Regions from separate parts of the Gossypium hirsutum genome. Here region 1 is linked to region 2. Evidence: chromatin contacts called from public Hi-C data. All regions are on one chromosome and are shown on one strand. The core of a region is the stretch at or near the end of the contact, and the rest is flanking DNA. Distances in the headings are between cores, read along the strand shown.

Region 1 (6,534 bases), core at 167-2,666, 170 kb after region 2:
TATAATTGGTGGATGGAATCGGCAAAATTTATAACTTCACCGGTCCAACGTATGCTTAAACAAGAATTTAGTTAGTAGAATATCGATTGATTGTTTCTAAGGGAGTGAGATTCAATTTAATATATTGTTGGGTATAAATTTCATGTATTATTATTAATAAGATAATTTAATATGACTCATTAAATATGTTAAATATTATTTCTAAAATATTTTATATTTAAACTCACACCCTCTAAATTCTTGTAGTAATAAAGATACTTAAGACATTCTATTAAAAATGTTTCTGATACTTAAAATTGTTCCAATTTTATTTTGATGGAAAAATGGAATTGTTTAATTAAAATTTTATTTTGATGTTTTTCGAATTTAAAACAAAGAAGCATTGCTTTTTCACGTTTTCCATTGGAAGTCTACAAATGATACGATTTGGACAAAAGCAACGTATAGAAAATATCTATAATTATTTAATTTAAGATCGGAATGAAGGAATTGTTAACCCAAGGATTACTTTAAGATTAATTCAAAAGTTTATCAAATACTTTATATAAAAGAATGGCTTAATATACATTTAGTATTTGAATTTGACACTTTTTCTTAATTTAGTACATAAAGTTGATATTTTTTTTTGTTCGATTTGGTACTTGTCAAATATTTTACAAATTACTCCAATATACTAAAAATATGTTTTTTTATGATGTAACACAAATAATCAATATATGTTCGACATATGACAAATGATATGATATTTTTTATATTTTTTATGTTCAATTACTTTTAGTTTTATTTATTTAATAAATTGAAAATAATGAATTCCTTTCAATTTGTGGTTTAAATTTTTTTATTTAATATTAATTCGTTAAGCATAGCTCAATACCTATTTTTAACATGAATTTACTCTAATACTGACAATATTTTTGTAGCCTAACAAAAAAAAATTAACACCATTAGTATTTTACGTAATTTGTATAACATTTAATAAATTTAGATACCAAATTGAACCAAAAAAAATTAAATACCAAATTAGACCCAAAATAGATTTAAATACCAATTTAGAAAAAAGTATTAAGTTCAGATACTAACCTAAAAAATCTAATTATAAACTTTTTTTTAAGGCAAAATAAACAACAAAAGGAAAACGATAACCATTTGGACCAATTAACTCGATTAACCTAGCTTTAAGTTAAATGTTAATTCCAAGTATAAATCCTATTGACCAATATTCACTGAATAGACGAAATGAAAAAGAAAAAAGAATATAAATACCAAAGTCAATCTAGTTACCAATTCTAAAATTATAGTATCCATTTTCTAATCATTCAAACAATCTCATTTAAAAAAAAAACACTTGGAACATTCATATCCTAATTTTGAAACCAGAAACTAAATCAACGTTTTCATAAAAACGTAAACCAGTACAAGCATCCCACGCAAGACCACATGGGTGTGGGAGTCTTAAATCTTAGAGCCTTCATTGCTTCTCTCACCAACTCCTTTAAAAAAGAGTACCCAAAGCTGACAAGCAGCCATAATATCATCTGCTAAACATATGGCAGAAATGTCAACCCTTTGTACATTTCTTTTCTCACTTCTACTCTTTGCCTCACAGCCCCTTATCCTCCCCACTGCTGCCGACGGCCGGTGGCAGCTGCTACAAAAAAGCATTGGCATCTCATCCATGCACATGCAACTCCTTAAAAATGACCGTGTTGTTATGTATGATAGGACTGATTTCGGCCCATCCACTCTGCCATTGGCAAGTGGGAAATGCCACAATGACCCAACCAACACCGCTGTCCAAGTAGATTGTACGGCGCATTCAGTTGAGTACGATGTTTTGAGCAACAAGTTCAGGGCTCTTACTGTCCAAAGCAACGTTTGGTGTTCTTCAGGCGGCGTCATGCCTGACGGTAAATTGGTCCAAACCGGTGGTTTCAGCGACGGAGAACTTCGAGTCAGGGTTTTCAGCCCATGCGAGAGCTGCGACTGGCACGAAACACCAAATGGATTGGCGGCCAAAAGATGGTATGCTACCAATCATGTCTTGCCAGATGGAAGACAAATTGTTGTCGGCGGCCGGGAACAATTTAATTACGAGTTTGTTCCTAAAAACATAGCCGCCGACATGTTCAAGTTGCATTTCCTGTCGGAAACCAATGAACGAGGAGTAGAGAACAATCTCTACCCTTTTGTGTTTCTCAATGTCGATGGAAACCTGTTCATTTTCGCCAACAATCGAGCTATTTTGCTTGATTACGTGAACAACAAGGTGGTGAAAACTTACCCTAAAATACCAGGTGGGGAGCCAAGAAGCTATCCAAGCACAGGTTCGGCTGTATTGCTACCATTGAAGAACTTGATAGCCGCCACTATTCAAGCTGAAGTTTTGGTTTGTGGGGGTGCTCCAAAAGGATCATTTGTCCAAGCATTACAAGGTAAGTTCGTTAAAGCCTTGGACACTTGCGCCAGGATCTCAATAACCGACCCGAAACCAAAATGGGTCTTGGAAACTATGCCTTTAGCTAGAGTCATGGGCGACATGGTATTGCTTCCAAACGGCAAAGTTTTGGTCATCAACGGAGCACGTTCCGGGTCAGCAGGATGGGACTTAGGGAGGGACCCGGTCTTAAATCCGGTGTTATACATGCCTGATAATGAAATCGAGTCACGATTCAAGATACTAAACCCAACAAATATCCCTCGGATGTACCATTCCACAGCAGTATTACTTCGTGATGGAAGAGTTTTAGTGGGTGGAAGCAATCCTCATGCGTATTACAACTTTACGGGAGTCCTTTACCCTACTGAACTAAGCCTGGAGGCATTCTATCCGGGTTATTTGGACGCCAAATTCAACAATTTACGACCCACCATTGTTGCTCCCAAGTCAATGTCCGGAATCAGATACAGTAAGAAATTAAAGATTCAAGTGGTGATTACAGGTGAAGTAACTCTAAACTTGTTGTCGGTGACAATGGTGTCACCAGCTTTTAATACCCATTCCTTCTCGATGAATCAAAGGTTGCTTGTACTTGGAAACGACAAAGTTATGGCTTCCGGGAAATCAACATATAAGATTGAAGTGATGACGCCAGGTTCGGGTAACCTCGCACCTGCAGGCTTTTATCTTTTGTTTGTGGTTCATCAAGACATCCCCAGCCAAGGCATTTGGGTCCATTTGAAATAGATTTTGATTGATATGTTTGTGAAATGTTGATCATTATTTAGAGAAAGAAATGTTTATTTCAACAATGTTGTAAAATTGTCCTCTACATTAAGCAAATGTATTTACAAATTTGTATCAATATAAAAGAGGATAATTGTTTCCCTCAGTTGTTTATTTCTTATAAATGAAGAAATTCAATTGTTAATTAATTCTACACCTATTTTTAACGATCGTAACTGACAAATCTGGGGTTGTCGGAATCACCATAAAAGTAGTTGATTAATTAATTGAAGGCACGTTTTAGTTTGGTGTGGAAGACGCCATGGGCCATCCATAAGCCGAGCAGTGGTCAACTGAAACAGCCTGTCTATTTATGGAACTTTTTCTCAATCTTTTCTTTTCCATAACATTTTATTTTATTGTTATTACAAAGTTGATAAAGAGAATCGGGTTATCAAAGCTTTAAATTTTGATTCTTTTAGTGTGTCAAAATATTATAATAATAATTAACCATGGTTATGTAACATTGATCATTGCTTAAGCTTCTCCCTTTCAACATGTTGCTCTCTTTACACCAATATACTGCTTGCTTTTCTACGTGCTTATAGGCCATGTTTAAAAGAATAAAGGTTAAAAGGTTCAACAAAACTCTTTTTTTTATGTATATAAAATAAACAAACATTACATCAAATTAATATAAGACAAAAGCATTCTTTTCAATATCGAATTCCAAGAGATGTAAGAGCTTCTCAGGAACCTCCGCAAAAATTCGAACGTCTTTCTTTTTGTCAGAGGCCATTTTAGCTAACGAATCCGTAACTCTATTCTCCTCCCTTGGAACATATTGTCTTATTCTCCAACATCCAACCAGTTTTAATAGTTGAAGAACCCTTCTTACCAAGCTTGAATTTGCACTTGTTGATTGGCTTTCTTGAATAAGTTTAACCACCTCTAAGTTATCAATTTGGATTAATACTCTATTAAGACCTTGCCTTTGTAAGACAACCAAATCATCCAAAATCCCCCGAAGCTCAGTCTCAAACACTAAACATACTCCCAAATAATAGTAATGATCATATCCAATGATCCACTCTCCATTCGGTTTTCGCAACACTCCCAACAAAAATTATGTTTGTATTTAGTTTAACCGCCCCATCAATATTCAAAAGGCAACAATTACCTGAAAATTGAATATTTGAATCAATTTCTTGCTGACCAGTTGGTGTTTTCATGTGCACCAAAGTATACTGATTCACCCAACAAATCAAAATTTTAACTATTTCAAGGGTATTCCAAGATAAACTTTGGAAAATGAATAAGTTTCTATTTTTCCAGATTCACTTTAGGCATCCATAAATTTTTGCTTAAATCATATTCCAACATTCAACTAAATTTTTGGAGAAAAATCTGCATTGTTGATTAGAAGGCACTACTTGAAGCCAAACCTCCTTTGCAGCTGAGCAATGTTTAAGCATATGTAAAACTTTAAGACTTCTCCATTGTGGCTTTTAAATTTCACAATTTTAAAAGAACATTTAACTCTTCAAAATTCACGTTATCTTGATAATTGGCAATCGTTAAAATTACCCGGTTAATTTTATCTAATAAAAAAACAATCAATGTCTTATCAAACAAACAAAACCATCTCCTAAATTACCAGACAATGAAATTTTATTTTAGACTTTAAAAAGTCTCAATTGAAATGAATCTCCTCCTTAAAATGATTTACCCAAACACACTAAAAAAGATGCTAATAGTTTTCGTTCAAAGTGATTCCAAATTGAGATTATACTATGGATTTATGTACAAAGGATGGAGGAACTGGTCATGATGCCAAAACTGCTATAGATGCCGATAACATCATGAATTCATATTTGAAAGATGAAAAATGTAAGTTTTCAAGGTTTAGATTAATTAAACATTGAACCCAAAGTGATGTTTCTCTTTCTACTCATGTTCTAAAAAGATGGATAAGCAATTGTTGTGGGTAAGATAGCAGAAACTTTTACAGAATATATATGTTTTTCTGAAAAGAAAGTTGATATGAAGGAAGTCATCAATGTGTTGAATATGTTATCAGATTTTGGTCCAGCTTTAACTAGTTAACAGAAAATAAGACTCCATTTTTAGTCGCAAACAAGGATTACATTTTGATGTTTTTGCATGAGATTACTTTGCGATGAAAAACTTTTTAATTTGATGAATAATATTTTTAATATTTGTTTCTCTCAACCTCCATACTTTCTTATTTATTTCTAACTTTTGTTTTTGAATTATGGATCTAATAATTAATAATTTCACCTTCATTGAAAGAAAGAAAAGTTGAATTTTGTCCATGTATTATTTATTGAATATAAAACTTAAAAATATATTTGCAAAATATGTTCTATAAAAAAATTGAAGTAAAGAAAATTGATTTTTTTTCCCAAATGATGCATCTAAACAAAAAAATTCGATTTTTTTTTTCAAATTCTAATTTTAATAGTTAGTCAGTGAAATTTTGAATTTTAAAATTTTAAAATGTTAGCATTTTAGTTTTTTAAAATTTTAAAATATCTCATCCAAATATATTTTAAATCTGAAAATTGATTCACTCGTTGTTACTTATAAATGAGTCAAATGATTCTAACATGGACTATATACCATATCAACAAATATTAAAAAATTGAACCCCATGTGATGGCCTGATAGTTAAGGTGTTCACCATCCAAAGTGTGGTCTGGGTTTAAGCTGCACTAATTGTGTTTGTTGTTCAAGCTTTACTTTATTCTTGTATTTCAAAATATATATATTAAAAGATTTTAAAAATTATGTTTATGTGTGTTAATTTAAAAAATACATTTTATGAAAAAATAGGAATTTGAGAGCACTAACTATTGACCTTAGCTATATTAAGTCAGCATAATTACTTATTTGGACTTTTAACTTTACAAAAAAAAAAATCATTTTAGCTCTCCATTTAATTTTTCACCTATTTTAGCCCTTAAACTTGTATTGTTTGTCAAATCATCCCAACATGAATGGAAAACTAACGCCTATTAACTTTACTAACGTGGAATCTACATGGCAATCCACACGTATGTCACATTAGTAATTAATTAATTTTTAAAAAATATATTTTTATAAATTTATACTTTTAATAATTTTTAATTTTTAAAAATATTTTTTTAATTTTTTTAATATTTAAAAAATTAATTTCTAATGTGACATCCCATTGCAATAGAAAAATTAATTAATTATTTGTTTTTAGAATTAAATTAAAAATATTAGTTTAAATTGTGAGTAAAAAAATTAATTAAGTAATTATATTTTATTAGAAATATTAAATGCACTCCAAATTTTTTTCAAATTGTATTGCCATTTTTCTATAA
Region 2 (6,246 bases), core at 1,004-3,503:
ACAAAAATTCTTTATTCTACTCGCCATCAACTTCTAGAACATAACAAGAAAGAATAAATAATATTAAATTTTTTATAATTAGGTGGGTGTTAAATCAATTTTAAAAATAATTTTTAAAATATAAATACATGAATTTTTTATATAGTACGTATATAAAAAATACCCAAAAGAAATTTGGAACAAATTAATCTTTGAAGTATAATTTATAAAAATATCTCTTCATATTAATTTTTATCATAATATTCTTATTTTATTATTAAATCTAATTAATTTAGATATACAAAATATGTATTAATAAAATAAATAATATTTATCTAGTTTAAGGGTTATAATATGTATTAATTCATATTTTAATAATAATTATATTTAAAAAAATGATTAAATTAGTTTTTATCTTTTAATCCTATTAAAATTTAATAACAATAACAATAATCATCTATCTAAACAAAATTTTGCTAAGGGTATTCTAGTCATTTTAATTTTTTTTCTTATGCTATTATAACATCATTCCATTTAACCAAACACAAGAATATTATTATAGTTCTATTCCATTCCATTCAACCAAACAATTGAATTACTGATTATAGCTTTATTTCATTACAACTCTATTCAATTACAGCTCTATTCAATTACGTTAAACCAAACGTACCCTAAAGGTTGAAAGTAAAAGAAAAAAAATGATACAACTCAATAGAAGACGCAGAGACAAAGGAAGGGGAAAAAAATAAAGAATTTATTAAATGCCAAAGGTCAAGTGTGTGTTTAATTAGCTGCAGCCACTAGTTATTTATACATATTTCTAATGCTAAAATTTAGCTATATTTTTTTTAAAATATCATCACTAAATAAATCAAAAATTTAAAAATTAAATTTAAACTAGAGATTAAATTTTAATTAATTACAGAGTATTAAAAATAAAAAAATCTTTTAATTTTTATCCAGTCACTTTTTTAAATCTTCAACCCTTCAATCTTTATCCAACCATATTTAAATCTTCAATCTTTCAATCAAGTCCTCCTCTTTGCTTTTCTTGTTCCAATTTAGCCCATTCTTGTAAAAGTTTGAATTCAACACACCCACTTCAATCCTGATAAGAAAAACTCAAATTTAATAATATTTTATCCGATAATTAACTAAAAATAAATATATTAAAAATACGAATTTATCTTACTATCAATTAGTTAAAAATTAATTGACCCAACCGTGGTGGAGAGTCATATTAGTTCTATATGATTATAGTCCTTTCCTTTTATATATATGAAGTTTCTTATTCTATTAATTTATTTTAATTTTTATAGTATTGCTTATAATTTTTATATTATTGCCTTCTATGTAATTATATGATTCTTTCTTTTAAAAAATTATAATAAAGGGTGTGTTAATAATTAACAACATTTTTGTTAATAATTATTAACTAATTTTATTTTAAAATTAAGAAATTAACTTAATAATAATAATAATAAAAGTCTCAATAACAAATATGAATAACTTGAATTTAAAATGACTGAACCTAAATGATTTGACTGTTAAAATTGAATGATTAAATTCGAAATAATTTGAAAAAAATTATTTAACCCAAATAACTCAAATATTAAACCCAAATAATCTCAATATTAAATTTGAATGACTCAAATCTAAAATAAGTTGATCACTTAAAATCCAAATGATGTAGACAATTTTTTTTATACAATGCAAGTTCAAACTCGCATGTCTATATATCATACGCTACCACTTTCCTTGAAATAAAAAAAATATTAATTAGAGTCTCTCAAAATTTTTGAAAAATTTCATTTTTCCTTGAAGTTTTTAGAAAAATTCAATTAGACTACCTCAAATTTTTTAAAATTCTCATTATATTTTTTATTATTTTTTTAAAATTTTAAATAAGTTCTTTTAATTTTTTTTAAAATTCATAAAAAAAAATTAAACCCCAATTTTTTTAAAAAATTCTCATTAAACTTTAAAAATTTTACTAGACTCTTGAAACGTAGTCTCAAGATTTGTTATTTCTTTGGTGAATTACAAAAGGAGAGTCAAAACTCTAATAATAACATGATTAGTATGAGTCGAACTCAGATTACACTTGAAACGATAAATCATTATCATTGATTATCAATATATATACACTTTGATATCAAACATAAATGAAGTAATTTCAATCAATGTAATTATTGTTATAGTTAAAAATGATGTATGCCCTAAACTAAGTTAAATCTAAAATAAATTAAAAAAACCTAAAATTTACCGTAATCAAAATCTATACCACTTTGAAGGTAGGTGATAGACAGTTTAGTCAACGGTCAAAACCGATTACGCGGCGCCGCAACCAACAGCCAATACGGGTGCAGTCACCTGAAGAATTACCGTGAGATAGCGAGAGAAAGGGTTAGTGAAGGGTAAAGAAGCCAAGTTCTACCCCAAAAGAAAGAAACAGGGGGGGCTTTTATTTGTAGTTAACTTTTGGTTGGCATTACCACACTCCGATTTGATTGAAAATCCGTGAAATCATCAAATCTAATTTGTCCCCCACTTTCGACAGTACAACCCCACCATCCCCCTGCTTTCAGTTTTTAGTTCTAGGTTTCCTCTTAAAATTCCCTCCCACACACTCTTTTTTGTTCTTTTGTTTTTCGTTTTCATGGTTCACACACTTGGAGAGACCCAAACCGACGCTTCGCCAGACAGAAATCGTGGGAAGACAAAGTTGTAAAACGAATATAAAGAAAAGGGGGGAGGGGTTGAAAGGCGGCTCCTTCTTGCTTGGTTGTGCTCCAAAATAGATGGGGGCTTTGGCTCCAGTCCTTTCCACTTGGATACCTGAAGATGACCTTCTTTTGAAGAACGCTATTGAGGTACTTGCCTTTTCTTTTCTCCTTCATTGGTTTTTAAGAAAAGGAATAAAATAAAGATTGGGTCTTTTTCATACTTGTTTCAGGAATTGGTTTTACTTGTGGTCTCAATTCGACTTTTCTTCTGTTCGTATTTGCTGTCAACTTCAAGTCTTCTTTGTTTTTCTAGTAGCTAGAAAATAATGCCTTTTTTTTCTTTTATATTTCTCGCCCCTTCTATTTCCTTGTTTTAATTATTAGAGTTGCTGAGCTTATTTACGCGTCCTTCTTAGTCTTTTGGATGTATGGCACTGCCACTGTTCTAGTCTTCAAATTCTGGGTTTACTGTGTTAAAGCGTGGATTCATTGCAATATAAGTTGGTTGTATTAAAAAAAAGTTATACGATTCTTGCATTATGTTTATAAAGTTAGGATATTCATAAGATTATCCTCCTGTTGTTGTTGTTTCAGAGGAATACTATTGCATAATGCCAAAATTTGTCAGTAGATAGATTGCTTGTGAGAATGCGATGTAGAAATATTACTAATAAACATGGTTTGCGCCAAAGTGTTTCTATTCATGGATGCAAGTAGTTTTTCTAAAACATGAAATGACATTACTATGGTTGGTCTGGTAGTGCCCTTATTTGCAAAGAGTGCATGAATATCAACAGGAAAATGGGATCCAAATCGTGCATTTAGCATGACATTATCACCTCACTCTACTTCAGTTTTTGTTTTGTTTTTCTTATCGTCCTATGAATTGTGTTTCTACTTTATTGAACCCTGTTTCAGTCTATTTCTTTGTATCCTTTTGCAGGCTGGTGCTTCTTTGGAATCTCTTGCTAAGGGTGCAGTGCAGTTCTCTAGGAAATTCACCGTTAGAGAACTGCAAGATCGATGGCATTCTCTCCTTTATGATCCAGTTGTTTCCGAGGAGGCTTCTTCTCGCATAATCGAGTTTGAGCGTTCTGCTTCTTCCTTGTCTTTGAAATTTGGCAGAACAGGAAATTCAAAAGATAACAAAAGTTTGGGTGGAAAGAGAAAGTCTGAGAGTGTCCGTAGCTGTTACTATGCATTGCGCAAAAGAATTTGCAATGAGCCTTTTAACACGATGGACCTGAGTTTCCTTATTGCACCTAATGATGGCAACTATGTTGGGCTTGAAGATGAGCCTCTACCTGGAAACTGCATGCTTGGCAATCCAATTTCAGATCAGTTTGGAGTTCAAGAAACAAATATGAATATAATGAGTTGTTCTTTTCCGCAAATGTTAGCTGATGATGGTGCTGGAGTGGGGGATGAGTGCACAACAGATGGCTTTCAGACTACTAATCATAATCCAGATGATAGTAGTTTTCCTGTAGAGCCGGTTAATCTACATAAGGAAATTCCTCATATGCTCAGAGAGAATCAGTTTCTTCTAGAGAGTGGGTCTGGCATTGAGGAATTGCATGGATCTAAGGAATTGCCTGTAAGCAGCTTGTTTTCCGCTAATGATTTAATGGTAAAACCTTCATCTACTTTCGATCAAATTAACAATGATCCAGAGAATATCTGCTCTGAGTTTGAGGGCAACCAGGTCTTCAACTCACCAGTTATGGATTGTGGATTGTCTATATGGGGAACTGATGAAGGCTTGTCTGCATCTGCTATTCCCACTGACGGTCATGAGGAAAAAGATATGCAGGGAGATGTATATGCACTTCCTGGTGACATCGATACTAAGAGTGATCATGCAGCAGAGCATGATGTTACTACTGATTCTAAGTTGGAACCTGACATGCCATGTGCAGAAATGGGACATCAAACAGCTGATACTGAAGGTTATTTGGTGGAAATTACTAACACCCTTATGAATGATGAACCCTTTTTCATGGATGTTGATGCGAAAGATGTGATTGATAAGTCTTACTTTGATGGCCTGAGCTCATTTTTGGCAAGTTCACCTAATAACTGTGATCAAGATCAAATGCCTGATGTAACTGAAGCTATGGCATCGGAAACTCAAGATAATCTCGCAAATGCGTCTTCATGTCTTGGTGAATTGGATGAAGTTGCAGGATCTTCTGCAGCAGATGGGCCTGTTTCTTGTGATTCAGAGGCCTTGATGCTTTCTTCTGTATTAACTTCAAATTGTCAGTTCCCTGAACTGACTAATGGTATCATTTGTTGCACATTAAATACTGAGGACCCAGAAGTTCCTTGCAATGAAGATGTGTTCTCCAAACAGCTGTGCCCATCGGTTGTTTCCTCAACACAACACGTTTTCAAAGAAGCTGGCAATCCATTATCTGCATCTTTTAAAGATTTTTCTGGGGGTCAGAAAACTGATGGAGGTCCCTTTCTGGTTCAGAGAGATCAAAGAGATCCTGGGCAATCTATTGGAGCCTCTCAAACGAAAGAATCACAAATGGTACCAGAAATGGGTCAACTTCATCCAGTTAACAATTGCAGAGTTAAATGCGAGGATTCTTCATGTGTAGCACCTAAAACCGATGGTTTTCTAGCCAATGTTTCACCTCAAACTAATTCCAAAAATATTACTGAGGGCACTCTCCAACCGACACTGCTGAAGGAAAGGAGTGAAAGTATAATATCGGGAAAGCATTTAGGTCATACTTCTGCTGATTCTTTACGAGAGAAACCTGCTCTTTGTTCTGATAACCACAATAGTTTGTATTCTTTTGCCATTAAACAAGAAGTGGATGCTCTAGAAAAGATTAAAGATCACCAAGCCACTAGTGCAGAGGTGGGGCCCATGGATATTATTTCTCCAGAACCAGTTATTGATCATCCACCTCCAGATCTAGAAGAGTTAATGATTGAAAGTGATGATGATGTTCCTTATTTCTCAGATATTGAGGCAATGGTATGTCTTGAACTCCCACTGGTCGTCACTTTTATTACAGTCATCATTATTGTCTGCTATTCATGTTCTTTTGTGCTTTATGAACAGATCCTTGATATGGACTTGGATCCTGATGACCAAGATTTGTGGGATCAGGAAGGTAGTATGTTGACTGAATAAATTTTAAATTGCTAACTTTTATCTATTAAGCCCTGCTGTAGTAGTTTGGTAATATCTGCAGTTACTGAAGAGAGAAAAAAAAGTGTTAATTTTCTTCCCCGTCTCCACCCCTTGTGGGTTCTAATTTTTTGTATTTGAATCTGTTTTCTAGAATTGCAAGATAATTTTTACTTTCTGTGCAGTTGCTAGATATCAGCATGAGGACTATAAAAAAGCAATTATTAGGCTGGAGCAGGTTTCCCATTCTTACATGCAAAGGGCCATTGCATCCCATGGAGCTTTTGCCATTTTGTATGGCCGCCATTCCAAACATTATATTAAGAAACCTGAGGTATTCTACAACTAAGAAGTCCTTATTTTTAAGCTTTTGTACCATATCCATACTTT

The links. A called contact is a pair of places that touch in the nucleus more often than the background predicts.
Region 1: a contact with region 2 is called in a Hi-C map of leaf, with 2.8 times the contacts expected there. The contact joins the promoter of LOC107920939 here to the promoter of LOC107922463 in region 2. A contact is called at or near these places in 7 of 34 Hi-C or Micro-C datasets (all in leaf).

The regions. Positions count from the first base shown.
Region 1 is chrD01:18,525,799-18,532,332 of Gossypium_hirsutum_v2.1, forward strand. LOC107920939 (aldehyde oxidase GLOX1) reads left to right here and starts at 1,417. Exons shown (of 1, transcript XM_016850772.2): 1 at 1,417-3,324. The coding sequence starts at 1,547. The coding sequence ends at 3,184.
Region 2 is chrD01:18,358,011-18,364,256 of Gossypium_hirsutum_v2.1, forward strand. LOC107922463 reads left to right here and starts at 2,254. Exons shown (of 7, transcript XM_016852511.2): 1 at 2,254-2,852; 2 at 3,649-5,700; 3 at 5,788-5,839; 4 at 6,042-6,190. The coding sequence starts at 2,781.